Linked DNA regions of Arachis hypogaea: region 1 is linked to region 2. A link is a contact called in public Hi-C data. All regions are on one chromosome and are shown on one strand. Each heading gives the region's core, a stretch centred on a gene start, on an enhancer-like site or on the middle of the called end of the contact. The rest is flanking DNA. Distances are from core to core; before and after follow the strand shown.

Region 1 (3,151 bases), core at 60-2,559, 180 kb before region 2:
CAAAATAAGGTTGTGTGTTTTGCCATCACAACAATCTTTGTTTTGAGAAGAAAATAAAAGGAAAGAAAAGAGAGGAAAGAAAATGATTATTTTTTATTATTTAATTGAGAAGGAAAATTAAAAAAAAAAATGAATGAAAAAAAATTGATGGGATCTATTATTTTTTTTTCTCTAACATTAAAAAGAAAATAGAGAAAAAATTAATATTTTTTTTATTTTTAATATTATTTTTTTATTTTTTAAATATATTTTATAATATAGAGATAAAATTATTTTTTTATAATATTTTTTTTTATTTTTTTTTCATCCAAACACATCTAAAAAAAATAAAAATTCATTTAATTTCTTTTTTTTTTTCTTTCTTTTCTATTTCCTTCTTCTCTATTTCTTTTCTTCCAATCAAACATAGCCTTAGGTATTATAATTCATTATACAAGCTTTATAAATGACCATATATGGATCGGAAGAGCTTGCATCTATCAAACAACAAAAATTTATAGATTGTCAAACAACAAAAATATTATATATACGTATAAAAGGAATCCGTTATCAAATTAGTTATTATATATTTATATATATTTTATATTTTAACATATATTTTATATTAATAATTAATTTAATAATTAATTTTTTGTATAAATTTAACATATTTCATCAAATAATATCAAATTCTTGTGAAATTTTAGAATTAATATTTAAATTAATCTTTAAAATTATACTTATACCTTAATTTAGACTTTTAATTTAGCATTTGTAATTTATGTTAGTCTTTGATTTTATTTTTATTACCTGTTAATCGTGTGCTTAGATAGATTGATAATTATTCTATTGGCCTAAATTTTCTAATAACTATGTGATATAATAATTAAAATATTTTATTCTAATTTGCTCAAAAAACTTTTAACATATATATTTAAGTAAAATTAGAATTAAGATTTTAAATATTTTTTAAGAAATTTAAAATTAAAATATTTTTTATTGTCATTTTAGATAACCGTTAAAAGATTTAATTGGACCATTATTAATCTCTTTTATCACATCATTAATTATCTTATAACAAAAATAAAATAAAAAAATAATATGTATTAGTGCTAAATTAAATAAATTAAAATTTTAAAAATTAAATTAAAATACAAATATAACTTCAAGAATTAATAGGAGTATTCCGTTGACATTGTTATCTATACCGCCATGAATAATGAATACATTGCAAATTTGCAATAATTTCTCTTCTTTCATTTCTCTCTCCTCAATTACTCTGGTCTCCCCCGATCCCTGCGTAAATTTCGTCTATAGTGGCATTTTGGTTTATCATCATTTACTGTCATTAAATTAAAATATAATGCTACGAAAGGATGACTGCTGGATGAGTGTGTTTGAATAAGCTTCTAGAGAAAAAAGAATTCAATTAATTATTGTAGTTTTTTTTACAAAAAAAACACGATATCTAATACTAAAATATTGGACTCAAATGTGTCTAAAGTTCTAAAGATCTAATTGGATGATTGAAAGTTGTTTTAAATTTTAAAAAAAATGTTATAATTTAAAAATATTGAAAAAAAAAACAACAATTCAACATCACTTAACTTAATTCCTAAGTAATAATTCAATATTAAGAATTTAATGTCTTATATTATAATTATTATTTTCCTTTTAAGGAGAGAATTATAATATTAATTACGATTATGTTACGTGTATATTAAAATCAGTCATTAAAATCATCCATTAATATAAATACATGTTAAAATATAAATACAAATTAAAAATAGGAAAAATTATTATAAAGGACCATTAAGAAGATTTAATTATTAAAAAGGACCTTTAATTTTAAAATTATTTAGAAAGACTTATTTTTTAATATTTAAAAAAAAAGGACCAAATCTTTTTTGTGAAGAGATAAATATATCCTTACATTATTTTTTCATTTATTTCCTTTTTTTTAACATAATTTTTTTTCTAATTATCTATGACACTCAAATCCTTATTCTTCATCTATAACTCATAGAGACATTTGTTGCTGCCAATCACAAAACTTAAGACTTCGGAGTACCTATGAGTATACTCCTGGCAGGTAAGTTGATTTTCTGGTATATCCTTGCAGAAACATTGCTATTGAGTAATATATTTCTTTCAAACTCGTTTTTAGATTTTAATGTCTCTTCCCTCATTATTGGTTATTTACACTACAAAAAAAATATGTTTTAGCGACAAATTTTTAGTGGCAATAACATAATAGCCATTAATTTCTTAATTTTAATTATGTTTTTGTGACAATTATATATTTGCCGTTGTTACTATATCTTATTGCGGTAATTATCTTTATTGCCACTAATATATTTGCCATAGAATTATGACTAATATTATTATCATTAAAATATTTTTTAGTGAAAAAATTTTAGTGGCTATAAAATTATGGCCAGTATTATTCTTATTAAAATTATATTGTAATAATAATAATTATTATTACTATCATTACCTTTTTAATAAAGTATTTTTAGTGGCCATAAAATTATGGCTAGTATTATTTTTAGTAAAATAATCTTGTATCTAAACTAAAGAAATAACTCAAATAAGGGATTCAGAAAAACCAAAGAAAGACGTGTTAGAGAAGAGAGCCTAACCTCACCGCAAAGCTTCGCCGTAGCGGTCGCTGCCGCCCTCGCTGCTACAGTTCAGATCAAGCAACTGTGCTCTTTGACTCAGATCTTCTATCCCTTTCTATGTTGTTCAGAGAAGAGAAAGGCTCATACCTATAGCTTTCTATCTTTCTCTCTCATTTTCAATTTAGGGCTCACGAACTCGCTCTTTGACTCAGATCCTTGCAGCTTCGATCTGCTCCTTCAGGTATCGCCGAGTCGACTCATTCGCAGCTTCGATTTACTGTGCTCTCTCTTACAACTCCTTCATTTCATTCTCTTCCAAGTTAGATCTTTGCGTTTGCGTTACTCATTATTTTCACTGATTTAGATCTTGCGGTTCCAGTTCTTAAGCTTTGAATTTAGTTTTCTGCTATTAATGTTAATTCTTGTTCGTGCAACTGAAGCTATGTGTAGTCAAATGAACTGTCGTTTGGTTTATTTTTATTTTCAATTTAAGATGTGAGATGATAAAGGAATCTGGAATTTGGATGATGCCTGATTTATGTGCCTTT
Region 2 (3,008 bases), core at 473-2,972:
ATAGAAGGGTAAAGATAGTCATTTGCTACCACAGATACTAGTTGATGCCCAAGTAGCTGTAGAAATAGATTAAAATAAGCTATTTTTCTTTATTCATTTTCTTGTATTTTATCAAAGAAACATCCGTTAATACCGGGATGTAAAATTTGTGCATACATCATTGTGCAAACTCACTGAGCTTGTGTTAGCTACAGTGAACTATTATTTTCGTACATGCTACTTTATGATGTATACAAGTTTATATGCTAGGTTATCATTTTATATTTCGCTGGAGTTATGAAATTAAAATTTGGGATGGGAACTAAAATTTTATCAAATATGCATATTTGGAGATGCGAATAAAAATTGTAAAAATTTTAAAAATTATTCTTAAAAATTTATTTAAAACTTTAACAAATATAAAATAATATATTTTTATTAATAATTTTAGATAATAAATTAATTTGCTTTGGAAACAAACGCACTAAACATACCAGAACAATGAAATTGTCGTTAGCGTTTAGCATTGCAAGCATAAACATTAACTAGAATGAGATGCGCGGACGGTAAATTAATAGTAAATTAATAATAGTATATAATAAATTTTGTAAATTTAAATTAAATATATGTAAATTAAAGTTAAATTTAAAAGCTATTTTGTTTAAAATTGGATGTTGGAGTTGTATAAAGTGATATTTTTATTTGGTGATTTGATTTTTGTATTTGTTTTAGTTGAAATCAATTGTCTTTTTGTTTGGTGATATTGTCCAAATAATGATACTCCATTGAGTAAGTTTGAAATGTTGTGTAGTTCGAAAATAGATTTTTCTTGGGAATAGTGATTGGAAACTTATATAATTAGTTGAAATAGTATGAAATTTGAATATTTGTAACGTAAAATTTATTATGATTATTAATATTATTATTACAATATGAATGTTTATTATATTTAATGAGTTATTTATAGAAATTAACAAATTAATTATTGGAGTTATAAATTTATTGTGTTATTTATAACGGTGAGATATAATAAATATATGGATATGGATTGAATGTTTTTGTAGGTTACAAATTTTATTACAAATTTTTGTATTTTTTTTTTGCTGACTTGAAAATAATAGTCGATTTTGACAAAAATTGAGTGGTTGATTCTAATATTTTGCCAAGTAAACGATGCTGTTGATATGACATTAGTAAAAAGAAAAAGATGTTTTAAAAGTAATGTGGATAAACTTATATATCTACTTTTATATATTAAGAATAAATTCGATGTAATTGAATTCTTGTACGATAAATTTATTTTTCGATACATTTTTAATTAATTCTTATACATTAATTTTTTTTTCAATACCTGTATAATTTTCTTTTCTAGAATGATGAGTGTGATGGACAAAATAAAATAGGATTTACATATCTTGTACTTTAGGGTATATATTAAGTTTACAAATTAAAATTTTTTTTATTAAAAATATAAAAAATTAAATTTTTAATATATTTATTTTGTATTTATTGAATAAATTTTTAAATTTTTTTATTACTGACAAGTTTATTATGTACTATTATTTTTAGGACAGATGTTAACTAAATTCAATAAAATATTATTCCTTATTTATTAGTTATTACATAAACAATTTAGTTCCAAATCCATTATCTAATGCATGATGGTGTACAGCCATAAATAAAATATTACAAACGCAGAAATTATAATTCACGTGTTTAATACATAATTTTCAAATGTCAAATAAAGTTTCAGTGACAGTAAGAAAAGGTGATCAATTTTGACCGTACACTGCCAAAGACACTGATCTTCACACTTTCGCAGTGTGTAAGTAACTTTCTCTCTTTCTCTCTACCTTTAGGTTCATTGGCTGAGCTCAATGGCCAAGGAAGAACAAGGTATGTGACTCTCTCACCAAATTCTATTCATCTTCTTCGATTTCGATGCTGAGAATATTCTAATTTGCGCGTTTCGTTTGATCTTAGCAGTGTTTGAGTTCCTCGGGTGTGTTCCTCTGCTACAGAGACTTCCTAGCTCCTCCGTCAGGAAGATTTCTCAGCTTGTGATTGTTAAGCACTATGGTAATAATTATCCTTGATTTTGAGTTTTTGAAAAGTTAGAACTTGTTTGATTGATGGATTAGAACTCCCTGCTAATGAATCATGTTGAAATTTTGTTGGGTAAACTACTAAATGGTATATCTGAAAGTTCATGTAGCCACAAAAGCATCTAGTAAAGATATGAACTTCAATTGCAAATGACTTGTGCATTTAATCCAAAATTTTTGGAACATCTGAATAACTATTTAAAAGGTATAGGCAAAAATCGAAGCAAAATTTTTCCTTTTATATAAAATTCTCGATCATTCAAAAACAAATCACAAAATAATTCACTTGGACTAAAATAACCAAATTTTATATGAAAAGATCATATTTTCCTAATTATGTTTACAAAAAAAACCATGTCACAATCCGATCTCTAAAGTACTGTCTATAATGCCTGGTTATTTTTGTCACATTTTTAAATCTTTTGCCTTATTTGTCGTTGGTATCTTTGAAGATATTTTCATAAAACTATAAATTTCAAGTATCATTTTGGTAATTTACCCAATTTTGTTTATAGCATGGAACTTTAATTTTTTCCTTTTGGAGTAATATAACAACCTTGATACATGGTTTGTGTGTGTAGTTAAACCACTAGAAACTGAATCTTACTTTGATAAGCCAATGATTGCCTAGTTTCTATCTGGTCATGTCTTTTAATATGGTTAACCAACATGTTAATTAATCAATTACAATGAATTGGAACTGTTGTTGCTTTTGTTTCTATATTACATGAATGGTTTTGTCAATCTTGATCTTCCTTTACCATTTGTTATCAGGTGCCGCTCTATCTTATATAACCTTCTTGAAACGATGACTGTATATTTATGTTGAATTTTAAACACATGGGCAGGGCTTATACTACTTTTGATAAGATGACTAACATAGTCATTCCTTTTACTGGGTGTTTTTACTATCAGGACAGCTCA

The links. A called contact is a pair of places that touch in the nucleus more often than the background predicts.
Region 1: a contact with region 2 is called in a Hi-C map of an unstated tissue, with 2.7 times the contacts expected there. The contact joins the enhancer-like site here to the promoter of LOC112744087 in region 2. A contact is called at or near these places in 2 of 8 Hi-C or Micro-C datasets (leaf and an unstated tissue).

The regions. Positions count from the first base shown.
Region 1 is chr14:127,924,864-127,928,014 of arahy.Tifrunner.gnm2.J5K5, reverse strand. No RefSeq gene overlaps it. Among protein-coding and RNA genes, the nearest start is that of LOC140178891, 8.8 kb to the right of the region's middle. Within about 2 kb of position 1,309, at least 1 of the 3 cell types and tissues checked has open chromatin away from gene starts, as enhancers often do.
Region 2 is chr14:127,748,988-127,751,995 of arahy.Tifrunner.gnm2.J5K5, reverse strand. It overlaps LOC112744087 (acyl-CoA hydrolase 2), which reads left to right and starts at 1,722. Exons shown (of 17, transcript XM_025793576.3): 1 at 1,722-1,875; 2 at 1,966-2,058. The coding sequence starts at 1,857. LOC112744089 (beta-amylase 7) reads left to right here. Exons shown (of 11, transcript XM_025793580.3): 11 at 1-263.